Linked DNA regions of Mus musculus: all the other regions are linked to region 3. A link is a contact called in public Hi-C and HiChIP or PLAC-seq data. All regions are on one chromosome and are shown on one strand. The core of a region is the stretch at or near the end of the contact, and the rest is flanking DNA. Distances in the headings are between cores, read along the strand shown. Region 1 overlaps Gm29685 (predicted gene, 29685). Region 2 has its middle 46 kb from the start of Gm29685. Region 3 holds the start of Ppp1r12a (protein phosphatase 1, regulatory subunit 12A).

Evidence for each region. Hi-C and Micro-C count contacts between places; a contact is called where the count stands out from the background. HiChIP or PLAC-seq counts read pairs in DNA pulled down with a chosen protein or histone mark.
Region 1: a contact with region 3 is called in an H3K4me3 HiChIP or PLAC-seq map of neural progenitor cells, with 18 read pairs. The contact joins the enhancer-like site here to the promoter of Ppp1r12a in region 3. A contact is called at or near these places in 5 of 39 promoter capture datasets (the C10 cell line, the HPC-7 cell line, hematopoietic stem and progenitor cells and 1 more), 2 of 15 datasets of contacts at CTCF or cohesin (CD8 T cells and the NIH/3T3 cell line), 3 of 484 Hi-C or Micro-C datasets (the N1E-115 cell line, embryonic fibroblasts and nephron progenitors), 12 of 115 datasets of contacts at active chromatin or transcription factors (SST interneurons, bone marrow-derived dendritic cells, bone marrow-derived macrophages and 8 more) and 2 of 9 other capture datasets (adipose tissue and pancreatic islet).
Region 2: a Hi-C map of cortical neurons shows a contact between it and region 3, with 3 times the contacts expected there. The contact joins the enhancer-like site here to the promoter of Ppp1r12a in region 3. A contact is called at or near these places in 4 of 39 promoter capture datasets (the C10 cell line, the HPC-7 cell line and hematopoietic stem and progenitor cells), 2 of 15 datasets of contacts at CTCF or cohesin (CD8 T cells and the NIH/3T3 cell line), 5 of 484 Hi-C or Micro-C datasets (cerebral cortex, cortical neurons, embryonic fibroblasts and 1 more), 6 of 115 datasets of contacts at active chromatin or transcription factors (bone marrow-derived dendritic cells, embryonic fibroblasts, embryonic stem cells and 3 more) and 1 of 9 other capture datasets (adipose tissue).

What each region holds. Positions count from the first base shown.
Region 1 is chr10:107,969,113-107,973,555 of GRCm38.p6, reverse strand. Gm29685 (predicted gene, 29685) reads right to left here. Exons shown (of 6, transcript NR_131147.1): 5 at 4,301-4,404. Among named protein-coding and RNA genes, the nearest start is that of Gm29685, 25 kb to the right of the region's middle. Within about 2 kb of position 1,620, at least 10 of the 459 cell types and tissues checked have an H3K27ac peak or open chromatin away from gene starts, as enhancers often do. A contact at or near this core is called in neural progenitor cells and neural tube, where this site is marked.
Region 2 is chr10:107,990,747-107,995,364 of GRCm38.p6, reverse strand. No RefSeq gene overlaps it. Among named protein-coding and RNA genes, the nearest start is that of Gm29685, 46 kb to the right of the region's middle. Within about 2 kb of position 2,519, at least 14 of the 459 cell types and tissues checked have an H3K27ac peak or open chromatin away from gene starts, as enhancers often do. A contact at or near this core is called in adipose tissue and cortical neurons, where this site is marked.
Region 3 is chr10:108,160,305-108,164,658 of GRCm38.p6, reverse strand. It overlaps Ppp1r12a (protein phosphatase 1, regulatory subunit 12A), which reads right to left and starts at 2,561. Exons shown (of 25, transcript NM_001368736.1): 1 at 2,023-2,561. The coding sequence starts at 2,259. Gm40754 (a long non-coding RNA gene) reads left to right here and starts at 4,222. Exons shown (of 4, transcript XR_872014.2): 1 at 4,222-4,354.

The sequences.
Region 1 (4,443 bases), core at 371-2,870, 190 kb after region 3:
ACATCTCCTACCCATCTGTATGAAATTATCGATCTTGGGAGTCCATACAAGACAAATTCTTGACATTAATAAATGGAGTATAGATGTCACATATCCGTGACAACCTCTTTATTCTGAGGCATGATTTTACAGAGGTCTCTTATTCTTCCCTATATGGGAGGATCTGTACAAAAAGGTAAATTCAACCAAGTTGGGCAAAACCAGAAAGACCCATAGAACCAGTTCAAATGACCTTGTTTGGGTTTCTAAATTGGCCAAGTAAACAGAACTATGACCACAACTCTTCACTCTGTATTATGTAGGTGTTCTACAATTATAATATAGTATTTAAGCTAACAGAGCTTGGCTGACATGACAACACAGTACAAATCAGGAAGGGGAACGTCTCTATGGGTTTATGTGTGACTAGCACTCAATCCTTTTATCCTTTAGTAATCTTGTTTTTTTTAGTTGGTTATCTTATTTGTTTACATTTCAAATGTTGTCCCCCTTCCTGCTTTCCCCTCCAAAAATCCCTATGCCATCACTTCTTCTTCCTGTTTCTATGAGGGCTCTACCCCCCCCCCCCCGCCACCAACTCTCACCTCACTGCCCTAGCATTCCCCTACACTGGGGAATCAAGCCTTTACAGGACCTACGGCCTCCCCTCCCATTGATGCCGGACAAGGCCATCCTCTCTCACATATACAGTAGGAGCCATGGGTCTCTCCATGTGTACTTTTTTGGTTGGTGGTTTAGTCCCTGGGAGCTCTGGGAGAAGGGGGGGGGGTGTCTTGTTGGTTGATATTGTTGTTCTTCCCATGGGGTTGCAAACCCCTTCAGCTCCTTCAGTCCTTCCCCTAACTCCTCCACTGGGGTCCCTGTATCTGCATCTGTATTGGTCAGGCTTTGGCAGAGTCTCTCAGGGGACAGCTATACCAGGCTCCTGTCAGCAAGTGCTTCTTGGCATCAGCAACAGTGTCTGGGTTTGGTGTCTGCAGATGGGATGGAGTAATGTTAAATGGGAACAAATTGTGTTGAGTTCTGGTAGCTGAAGGTGTGCCTAAATTACTGAGGGGTAAGAATGCAAACAAAATAAAACAAAACAAAACAAAACAAAACAAAAACCACCCAGAGAGAATACAGAGCAACACTCACGTAAATTGTGAATTTAGTTTCAGAACACTGTTTTGTAAACATGACAGAGGAAAGAATACACTATTGTCATATGATTTGTATAAATAATTAGAGCCCCAGTCCCTCTTAGGCTCAGACCATTTCATTTGAATCCTTTTTTTTTTTTAAGGGGTAGTGGTGGTTAAGTGTTTAAAAGAGCAACAACAAAATCCCAAGAATATTTTGCTGAGTCTGTTCTCTTCCTTTAAATTGTACAGGTAGATTAAACATATACGAGACAACATTTAGATTGAAATATCTGTATACCTCTACCTTCTTAACTCAGTTCTAGGATAACATTCTAATGTATGAGTGAAAGAAGAAATAGATGAGCTGTAACCCCAGCAACAAAGTAGTTTTCAGTGCTTCCATGTTCCCTTTGCATGGCCATCAGCATATACTAGGATGGTTAGTGGAATACAAAAGTGACACAAAGGGCTTTTCATTTCACCCTGCTGTGACAAAAAGAAGATGCCATTCCTAGTCCAAAAGGAAGTTAGGCATGAGATGCAACACAAGGCACAGTGCATTGCTAATGATTATTGCTGAATGGAAGAGAATGACTCTCTTAGCTGGTTTAAAATGTGGCAGCCAAGAAAAACTCCAGATGTGGACTGAAAGGATAATTTCTTTGCAAGTCTTTGCTGATTGTGTTTATAAAAGTAAATGTCAAGGTAAGCTTGGCAGGGAACAAAAGAGATGAGCTCTATTCCTCCAGTCCTGTTCCTCAAATGCAGTCTTTTACCTTTCTGAGCGTGCACAAGTCTGAGGCTGGGTCTCTGCTGGGAAACAGCATGCAAACACTCACAGAACAGCAGGACGGTCATTTTTCATATATGCTTTGTTTTCATTTCTGTGGCTTGGAGGAACCAAGTTTCCAAATGCAGAAACCCATGTAATTGCTCTGCAACTTGAGTCCTCGCTTGCACTCTGGACTTTGTAAAGTGACTATGTTAAAAAAAAATGCTTTTGGAAGAAAGAGTGTGAGCTTTGAATTAAAAATCCCCTTCCCATGTCTTGCTTTTATATCAGACAAAACCAAGTTTGTTTAGAGAATAGAAAGGTGTAAAGAACACGTGTCAGTACCTTGGCTGGTCCTTGCTTTCTGCATATTTTCCTGTGATTGAATCTATGCCATCAAGTACTATGTCATAACACAGGACGCCAAGTGTTCTGAAATGAGTTGAGCCAGTGCCTTCTAGAATACATGGAGTTTAAGAAACGTGTCAACTAATTTGCCCATTAATAAATTGGATTATTTGTCTTTTTGCTCTTCAATTTTTAAATTTCTTTCTATATTTTAGATCCTTATCCTTTATGGGGTGAATATTTGCCATGGATTTTTCTTGTACACTAAAGGGTGTTTCTTCTATTGACTTGTTGTTGTTATGCAGAAGTTTTAAATTGGATACAGATCCCACTCATCAATTCTTGCTATCATCGTCTGACCTACCGGAACCCTATTTAGAAAGTTCTTGCCTATGTCTATATCTTGACATGCTTTCCTCTAGTAATTCAATGCTTCAGGTCTTGCATTAAGGTCTTTATTCTGAGTTCACTTTTGTACAGAGTGAAAGATGAGGATCTAATTTCCTGCTTCTACATGGAGATGCCCAGTTTTTCCAGCACTGTTTGTTGAAAGAATTCCTTCTTCCCATTTGCGTAGATTAGTTGAATGTCTACTTGACACAAGATAGTGTCATTTGAATGCATTCAATTGATTGATTGACCTATAGGCAAGTCTGACATGCATTTTCTTGATTGATGATTGATATGGGAGAGCCTAGCTCACTGCAGAGGTTGCAAATCTTGGACATAAACATACTCGTTTAAGAAAGTAGGCTGAACAAGGCATGAGGAGCAAGCCAGTAAAAGAAATGTTTCTTCATCACCTCTTCAGTTCTGGTCTTTAGATCCCTCCCTTGAGTTTCTTCCTTGACCTCCTCCCTCAATGACAGAATGTAATCCAAGTACGCCTTTGGTTATGGTGTTTAGCATAGCAATTAGAAACCTAACTAGGACACCAATGTATGCTTTGTTGTACTTTTGTCAACAATGAGAACAATTAGCTCAGCAACTTGGAAATCAGTATGGGGGATTTCTCAAAAATTAAAAATCCGCCTGAAATACATGACCCATAAATTGGTGAGCATGCCTTCAGGAGATCAAAGTCAACTTACTACAGAAATAGCTGAATGTACGTTTCTATTGCCTCACAATCTTCAAACTGTGAAATTAGCTTAGATGCCAATCAACAAATTGTACTGGCCAGTGTTTTGTCTACATGGCACAAGCTGGGGTTATCTGAGAAGAGGGAACCAAAACTGAGAAATTGCCTCCCTAAGATTGGTTTGTAGGCAAGTTTGTGGGACTTTTTTTTTTTTTTTTTGATTTAGTGATTGATGGATTGATGACGTACGAGGGTCAGGCCCAATGTAGGCAGAGGTATACTTAGGCTGGGAGTCCTGGGGTGTTTAAGAATGTAGGCTGCACAAGCCATCAGGAGCACGTCAGTAAGCAGCACTTTTCCAGATTTTTCCATAAGTTCCTGTCTCCAGGTTCCTGCCTTGAATTCCTTGCCTGACTTCCCTGGATGATGAATTACAAACTGTAAGATGAAATAGACCCTTTGCTTTTCAAGTTGCTCTTGGTCATAATGTCTTATCATAGCAATAGAAAGGTAGCTAAGACATAGATGGATAATAATGAAAAAATATTTTATATGTAACATATTATTCTTTTATAAAGAAGAATGATGTTTTGTTTGGAGGAAAATGAATAGAATCAAGGACCATCTTACAAAGTCAAGCATTGCACATTTCTCCCAAATTGTGGACTCCAAAGGCAAGGGGAATGTGAATGTAAATGAAGGTGTTATGATGGACGTGAAGTGGAAAGGAGGAATAAGGAAAGCTAATAAAGGGGGTGAAATGACCAACCAACACTGTGCAAGTAGAGAAATGCTGCAGTGAAACCCCCACTTTGTCCAGTTACCCAGTGTTGAAATGTTGATCATAATGCCAGGAAGACATCATTTTTAAGGTCAGTTATTTTTCTTTAATCAGGGCACGATACTATTTTCTCAACATCAGCATTTCAAATCCCTGTTTGTTGTTTTTAACTTTGTCTTCATTTCCAAACTTACCTAAATCATTTTGCATATGTAACCTCACTTTGTTCCTGTTGTTCCTTCCTGGTGTCTGAGTTCTGCCTCATCACTTTCTGGATGTTTTGACAGTCACCAGTGACCTTTTAGGAAGAGAATGTAAAGACCTTTAAAGGCTGATT
Region 2 (4,618 bases), core at 1,270-3,769, 170 kb after region 3:
GACTTTACATCAGCAGAAAGGGGATGAGGTATTGAGTGATTTATACCCACTGTTTGATATTTTAAGCCACTCACCACTGCTCTTTTCCTTTTCTGTAGAAAGAGTATATGAATATTTTTCTGGTAGAGTTTTAGGATCTTTAGATAAAGGGGTTCAAAAATCCAGCCATCTAAAATCACAACCATTGTCTCTCTTACAAGATGAGTGGCTAGAAGCTGCAGTGGTCCTAGTGAACAAACACAGAAGTCACAGTCACTGGCTTCCTCTATTCAAAATTGTTCAATGAAAATGAAAGATCTGTGAATCATTATTTCTAGAATGCCAAGTTTGGGGGGACATTTAGAATTATTATTAAAATAAACCAGCTCAAGAATGACTAAGAATGACTAATTTCCCTTTGAAGGCTAATTTCTTCCTTGATAAGTCCAAGAGTACAGAATCCTCACTAAATAGGACGGTTTCTTTCCTTCCTATTGTGTTATAGAGGGGGAAGCTAGCAACTGTGTGGCCCATACTCTGTGGTCATTGCTATTGATTATACTTTAAAGGAAATACTTCATTGATCAAAAGTCAGTTTGGAAAGGGTCAGTGGTACCTAAGGCTCTGATTTAGTTCCTTGGACTAATCTCTTCTCATTTCCCCAAGCATAGAGGTCAGGAGTCCCCCTCCATCCACAATTAATATAATGACAGTCTGAACATTTGTCTCAGAGCTCAGGCCTTTGAGATGCCCAGTTGATAGTAAATATTGTAACCTTAAGAGAATATTTATGCTGATCTTATGAACAGTGAACAGAGGGCCACATAAACTAACATAGTTGATGGTAACTTTCTAAAATTCACTGTCTTCCAAACTGCTAGAAAGTGTTTAAATCCACTGGAAATTAGTAACAAGTTTAGTATTTTATGGAAACCAGCCACTTTCTTAGTTCTTTCCAGTTGGGGTCGGGGCATAAGCCATTTTTACAACTCTACGAATTTTTTTTTTCAGAGAATGAATGATCCAGACTGGCTGTAATTATTGTGCTAGAATGAACCAATCTTTTCCTGCTTTGTTTCTCTGCTTCCTCTACTCTCACGTGGTCCCTCCCTGTTTTTCCCATTTCAAACGGAGAAAATGCTAATATAGATTAAAAAAGTAATCCTTCCCTTCTCTCAACCCCATGCCATCTGGGAACCTGCAAGCTGAGTTTCAGCTCTGACCCTACGGACACTGTTGGTTAGCCACCCCCTCTGCTATAGCTACCTACGGACACTGTTGGTTAGCCACCCTCTCTGCTATAGCTACCTACGGACACTGTTGGTTAGCCACCCCCTCTGTTATAGCTACCTACGGACACTGTTGGTTAGCCACCCCCTCTGCTATAGCTACCTACGGACACTGTTGGTTAGCCACCCCCTCTGTTATAGCTACCTACGGACACTGTTGGTTAGCCACCCCCTCTGCTATAGCTACCACCCTTCCTCTAAGAAGCTTCTCTTTACAGCTAATAGAGCTACCATCGAAAACTTCAACTGGACACAATACAGAGATGAGTGGGTGCTGAGGAGCCGAGCCCCAGTGAAGACATCTGCGCTACAGCACCTGTGTCTGTGGAACATCATGGAAGAGGGGGCAAAAGAGATTCTAAGAGCCAGACTATCAGGAACTCTGCTGTGAAACAAGTCTCTTTGAGAGATGGTTGCATGCACAAGACTGAAACAATGGGGCAGTATCAATAGATGTGTTAATATGATAGGAGGGAAATTTCATGGGGTCTCACCTGTATGCAAAGTACTATAGGATACTAGTAGCTGCTGGGAGAGAATTAGCGGTTATCCATACAAAGTCGTCAGCCTTGAAACCATATCCATACGAACAATAGAAACAGACTCATCAAGTTGTATTTATACATTTCTGCCTACATACACAATGTAACAATTCTAATTAAAGAAAAAGAGGCTATCAATTTGAGACCGGAGGCCATGGCAAAGGTTGTAAGGATGGAACCTGGGACAGGCAGGACTTGATAGAGGGAAAGGAAAAGAAAAGTGTTGGAATTTTACTTAATTGAAGTGTATGAAAATTGAACTTCAAAAAAAAAAAAGATCTGGAAAAATAAGAATTCTTTTCAGTCATCAGGCTTCAAGTAATATATATGCATACATGTCTCAGCTTCTCCATATATATTCTTCCATCTAATGCTGGACAGACTTGGTATTCAGGGTTGTTCTCTTTATAAAACAAACTGTATTAGCTCTGAATATTCAATTCCTACTTATCAGAGGACATTAATAATTGTGTGATGAAAATTTGGTAGTTGCAGTGTGCTGGTGAATAAGTGCTCAGTGAAAGGCAAAATGGGGAGCCCCTGGGTTTGAAAGAGTGGGTTTCTTTGGCTACAATCCAAATGTTTGCTTTCAAAGCACTTTAAGAAGTTCCTGCTGAGTCTCTTGCTCTCTCTTTTGGTCAAATACAGCTTGCTCCTCCTAGGGAAGGTTGCTGTTACCAGAAGAGTTTAGATAAAATGTGTGGTACAAGTCAGCACAGGCCGAATGCCTCTGAATGCCTCTGAGTTCTTTTAGTTCTTGTGGTGGCGAGTGGGTGGAATGCATATGCAGGTTTTTTTTTTTTCATATGAGGAATTCTAAGTACTTAGAATATCTGGGTGGAAGAAGACTCAAGGTAGTCACACACCTCCTCATTCTGGAACTCTTCTTTCTCATTACCCCTTCTCAATGTCCTCCCTTCTCAACGTCCTCCCTTCTCATGTGAAGGCTCTTGAATGCTTGCCAGAAATAGAACGCGGAAAGGGGACAGCTTTCCCTCTCTGCTCTCCATCTACGAACATAATTCAATAAATGTAATTATTTTTCTTATGATAGCATGTTTATCTGGAGGCTGTGAGGGGGGATAGTATACTACACATAGTGAAATATGAAGTCCTTGGTTACGTGTTGAATTCATATCATTTATTGTGAAAGCAGTGTCTTAAGTCCTCATGTGAGAGACAGAATGACATCTCATGCAAATGATGCGTTTCTTAAGGAAACAATACTAATGACGAGAAAAGCTTAATATAGGAGCCCCATGCTCGAGTTGCTATAGGCAGAATCCTGTGGTATTGATGTCTTCCTTGTATTAAAACACAAAATCCTTTGAGAAGGGTTCAGTGATTTGTTCCCTTTCGAATTTTAAAAAATTCTGGTGAAAGGACATTTGGTCTCTAAGGATCAAGTCATGTTTTTATTCTGAAATGCAACCTTCTGTTCTCTTACGTAATCAACTTTCCTAAAAAAAGATTTCTAGTATTTTTCTTTCCTCTCTCTTCTTCTTCAGACTTACAAATTCTAGACCTGTGAATCCATTAATTGACAAATCTACAATGTTCCTGAGTAACTTCTCTAGGATAATCAGGCTGCCCAATGTGGCCAGAGAACTCTATTGTACATTCTCTGTGAGGCTGAAGAGTTGACCTATTTCCTGGTATCTCACATTGCTTATTGGCAAATAGAGAATATATAGAACCCATCTCACAGAATAGCTCTGGGACTTTGGGACAACACTAGGGATGTGGGTGTCCCTAGTGCTTACACTTACAACCATCCACTTGCTATGTAGTCTATGCTTGCGTACCATTCAAATGGCCTTACTACTGTTCCGCCCAAGCAGGACTCTTTCACGTGTTCCATATGTGAATGTCATCAGCCAGAAGAAAGGGAATCAGCTTTTATTCCTTCTCATCCATCCACTCTATGCTCAATTTATTATTGACTTACTGATTTATATTTTAAGGGTTCTGAGACCCATCTCATTTGTCTACTTAGAGATTCATTCTCGCTTATTTTGACTACGTGGAGAAATTTCCGGGCGATCCTTTTCTTGAGCCCACCCTTACTTCCTTTCTCCTGACCACAGACATAGTGGTTTGAAAGAAATCTGGTCATACCCACTTCAGCTTTCATTGTTTCTTAGATACTAAAAGCATTTATGAGACTCCTACCCACCATGTAGGGAACCTCTCACCATGTTTTCTTTGCTCTCTGACCTCTAGCTAAAAGCTGTTCCTCCCCTTCCCTTCCCTCTTCCTCCTCCTCCTCCTTTTCCTCTTTCTCTTTCTCCTCCTCTTCTTCCTTCTCCTTTTCCTCTTTTTCTTCCTCCTCTTCCTCCTCCACTCTTTTTCTTTTCCTTTTGTGGTTCTTATGTTTCTGACTGCAGCATCTCTTTACTTGTTTTCCCCTCAGCCAGAATATTCTCTCTTCTCATCCTATGGCTGATTATTATTAATTTACAATGCTTAGTTTAAATGGCATTTCTTTGACCATGCAAGTTTCTTCCAATTAGTTCCGTTTTCTTTTCATAAAATTCATTTAAAAAGCAACTATATCACCACTGAGCTCTGCAGCTAGGAAGCAAGATCCATGAAAGCATCACTGTAAGTCCTGTTCACCTTTTACCAGCAGAATGTCCGCCTTGAACATATTTGCCATTCATTAGATGCTTATTGCATGACATTCCTCACTTGAGAACTTAGAAATAGTTAAATGTATAGGAAGTCCTGTATTTTAAAAATATACATACCAGGGGTAAGGTATGCGGCTCAGTGATAAAGTGTATAAATGAGGCACTGGATTTAATC
Region 3 (4,354 bases), core at 1,312-3,811:
GACTATACCTACATTCACTAAACCACTGAATTCAGTTAATCAAGAAGATATCATTAAGTCTGGCTTCTTTAAATAAGTAAAAACTGTTAAACACAAGCCTTTAAAAGCCAATTTCTTGTCTTTTCAACTATCTAAACTAGTACTGCAACATTAAAAAAAAATGTTAGACATTGTCTTCTTCCTCTAAGCCAGTACAATTCTCCAAAGGGAATAAACTTCACACTTCTACTTAGTTTTAGAAAACATGCTGATATAAACCACTATCCAATTATTCTGACATATAGTTAAGTGTGTCTCAGAACCAATTTCTCATTTAAACTTGCCAAGGACATGTGAAAAAAGAAGATTATTTTTTTAATGTTATATGATAAAAATTTTTAATGCTGAAGGTGATTTCCTTCTCAAAACCATGTTTCCAGATCTAGATTTATAATGTGCCTTAAGCTGTAAGCAAATGAACTTTGCATTACATTAGAGAACCACCCTATATTTTCCTTTGGTGCCATTCTAAATTCCAGATCTGTCCTGCAGATTGTCAGGCACTTCAGCCCTTCCAGTCAGCTTTGTAAACAAAGGCTACGCCAAGCTTGATATGTGAATTTGATTAAATAAAACTTTAAATGGTCATCACTTATTAAAGCAGGAAACAATAAAAGGAAAATGCCTCCATACCATGTCTTTTTAAAAGGTATAAAGTTAACAGGCACAAAATAATAAAGTTTAGGTACAAAGTGCGGAGCCTTAGGTTTCAACCTCTGTTTTTAACCACACTATTATTCAAAATAGAGCTATGCTCTCCCACACAACCAAGAGGAGTCTGAGGGGAGCGGGAAAATTCTTTTTCACTGTAAATTTCCTAGTAATTCCAAGTTTCTTAATATGAAAATAGAAAGAATCTGTCGTGGCATCTATTACCAGCACTTTAAACTTGCTTTTCAAGCAGAACTCTAAGGGTTCTGTTGCTTTTGGCTTGTTAAAGGCAAAGCAACATTATCTCTGGATTGCCAATAGTTTCTCCTTATTTGGCTAACATTGAGAGATCCCAATCGGACTACTATAAAACTTTAACATGCACAAAGCATCCATTTTGAGAAAAGGTTGTGATTAGCTTTGGTTTTTTTTTTTTCTCTCCCCCTCCCCACCACCACCACCAAAAAATAAAAAAATAATAATAATAAAGTTTGGCAACTGTCTTTGAGGAGTACACAGTGTTTATTCCCATCTTCCCTAGCCCCGGTGTGCACTCCAGGAGCCAGGACTCAGGGATCTGTGACTGCGACCAACTTCGAGTACAGGAACCCATAGACTCCAGTTACGAGGTGGGCAAGCCCACTCGGGAAGACTTCCCTTATCAGATTCACTACCAATCCCCTCTCTTTCAGCCACTCCGGATTAGCTAATTACACCCCGTTTCCCCCTCCCCAGTGACCAAGAGTAATAAAGGAGAAAACAGGAAATCGTTCGCTCGGGGCACCCGGCTTTAAGGGTTCGGGCTTTAAGGGTTCGGGATCACTAATATCATCATCCTCATTTGTAATCAAGTCCTAAAAATGTACACCAACACCAATGCCCACCTCCAGGCCAGTGGGCTCCATCTGCCCCAAGAGTCCCTGTTAGTGGATTTTTTTTTTTCAACAACCCTCCCCGCCCCACGGTCTATCACTGACACCGGGCCTCGGCACAACCCATTACTCTCCGGCTCGGCTTGACCCAGACTACCAGACCCAGACACATGTCCACAAATGGCCCTGGAGGCCCCCAAGAGGACCACAGTCCATTCTGCCCCGCGCCCAGGAACATCGGCCGGGTCCCCCCCCAAACTGCACAGGCTGCGGGCGAGCGGCTCTGGAGGGGGGCCCGGAGCCCCGCGCCCCAGCCAGCCTCCCGCGACGGAGCCGCCCCCTCACCCGCAAGCAGGGAGTCTCCCGCCACCCCCCGGCCTCAGCCCCGGCCCCGGGCGCGAGCACCACAGCGGGCCCCGGGGTTCCGGGGTCCGGATGAGGGGACGCCGGGCACACAGACCTGGTGCAGGGCGGTGAGTCCGTCCACATTGGCGTAATTGATGTCGGCGCCGCGGTGCAGCAGCTTGAGGACCTCGTCCGTGTCGCCGCTGGAGCAGGCGGCGAGGAAGACGGCGCCATCGTCGAACTTCACCTTGGTCTTCTGGCGCTTCACCACGGGCGGCTCGAGGTCCGTCTCGGAGCCGATCCAGCGCTTCAGCTGCTCGTTCCGCTTCTGCTTCGCGTCCGCCATCTTCATCCCCTCTCCAGCCGCCGGCTCCTCTTATCGCGAGCTGGGGCGGGGGGGAAGGGGGCGGCGGCGGCGAGGGGACGCCGCCGGGGGGAGTATGCGACCGCGTCGGCGACAGAAAGAGAGAGAGAGAGAGAGAGAGGGGCCGGAGCGGAGCGGAGCCGCGAGCCGGGGAGGAGACGCTCGAGACTTCCAGTATCCCACAGAGCACTGGGGCGAGCCCGGCCGAGCGGGCCTCTCTTCCTACCACAGACGCCCTCCCGCCCCCGGCACGGCCGCCCGCCCGTCAGTCCGTCAGCCGCGGCCCGGCTGAGCGTAACTTCGCGAGATCGCGGCCGGGGAGGCGCCCTGCGGCCCAGTGCGCATGCGCGCTCCCGCCTCGGCCTGGGCCTCGGCTTCGGCCCGGCCCAGGAAGAGCTCGGGGGCCGAGCGCTGGCGGGGGCGCTACCGGAGGGAAGCGGGTGTGGCTCTGGCAGCCGGGGGCTGGGCCGCTCCTGGAAGGGAGGAGGCCGGGAAGGAAGGTTGTCTCGTCCGGCGGGACCGAGAGCTCTAGAGGCAGCCGGGTCGGGCGGCGAGGCGGGACCGGGCTGACCTGCCTGCCTCCTCCCGGGCTCGGCGGGCCGCGCGAGGCGTCTGCCCGGGGCGGAGGGTTTTCCTATTGGCTGCGTGATTTGAATGGAGAGGACACGGGTCGTGCATTAGGTGCTTGTGGGGGTTGCTCTTCCCGAGGAACTCGGGGGGAAACCCGGGCGATCCTGATGAGAGCGTTTTAAAAGTGGGGTCGGAGTCGTCTCCACGGCCCCGGTGGCATTGACCGAGGTGATCGCCTACTGGCAGGGGATGGTGACCTGCGGTTAATTGCAGTGGCTTCCTGCAAACACCCACTGCAGAAATGTCTTTCCTCTTAGGCTTGCTCAGTATTGTTGTTTTGTTTTTCCCCCGTCTTTAAGCCTGTTTTGATTTCTTCTTCCTCCATCGCTTTTCGGCCTGGGTGGCACTGCCCATGAGGGCTAGTTCAGCCTTGTTAACTGCTCCTGACCTTTTAAGGGATTTACGGTTTCAGCTCCATTGCTTTCTATGGAGTAAAGACCCGGCTGCGTCTAGAATTCAAAAGGAATGTGGACGAAGGCAGTTACTTCGACTGATATTTATCCAGTACATGTCTAAAAAGTCGTGACTTCCTAGGCTCTGAAAATACAGTAAATACGATTTATTTGAGCCCATTTCTTAAATTCTTGTGTTGCAAAGAACATCATAAGGAGATTTTAGCTTTGCCTTTTCTAAACACTCTCCCGTCCCATACACTTTAGATCTATAATGTCATAAAACCCTACCACTGGTCCTTTTTGGGAATCCTGTAGACTGTGAACCCCCCCACCCCCAAAGAAAATAGTTGCCTTGCCCCTAACCGCCTCCCAGTGCTGGGAATACAGCAGTGAAAAGTTATTTTCTTACTCTTCAGCATGTTGCCTTTCTGGTAGATTAGAATAACTGAGTAAAATATGCTGGGGGAACCACCTTATAGAACTGAATATTCTGAATTTCAATGTTAGGAATAGTAATAAAATCCAAGCTAAGATAAAACTACTTCCTTGAAACACAAAACGAGTGTGCCACACATGAAATACATCTATATCTTCATAAAATGTATTGAGGATCATACCACTAGACCTCTGCACAACAATGAGAACAGTGGTGTTTGGTACTGAATCATCATCATCATCTTCTTCTTCTTCTTCTTCTTCTTCTTCTTCTTCTTCTTCTTCTTCTTCTTCTTCTTCTTCCTCCTCCTCCTCCTCCTCCTCCTCCTCCTCCTCCTCCTCCTCCTCCTCCTCCTCCTCCTCCTCCTCCTCCTCCTCTTCTTCTTCTCTCTCTCTCTCTCTCTCTCTCTCTCTCTCTCTCTCTCTCTCTTTCTCTCTCTCTCTCTCTTTCTTTTCCAGATACGGTTTCTCCATGTAGATCTGGCTGTCCTGGAACCCACTTTGTAGACTTCAAACTCAGAAATTGGCCTGCCTCTGCCTCCCAAGTGCTGGGATTAAATCTGTGTGCTACCACCATGGAGCAGGGTCATGAATTTTCTTAACGTGAAACTATAAAATCCCTA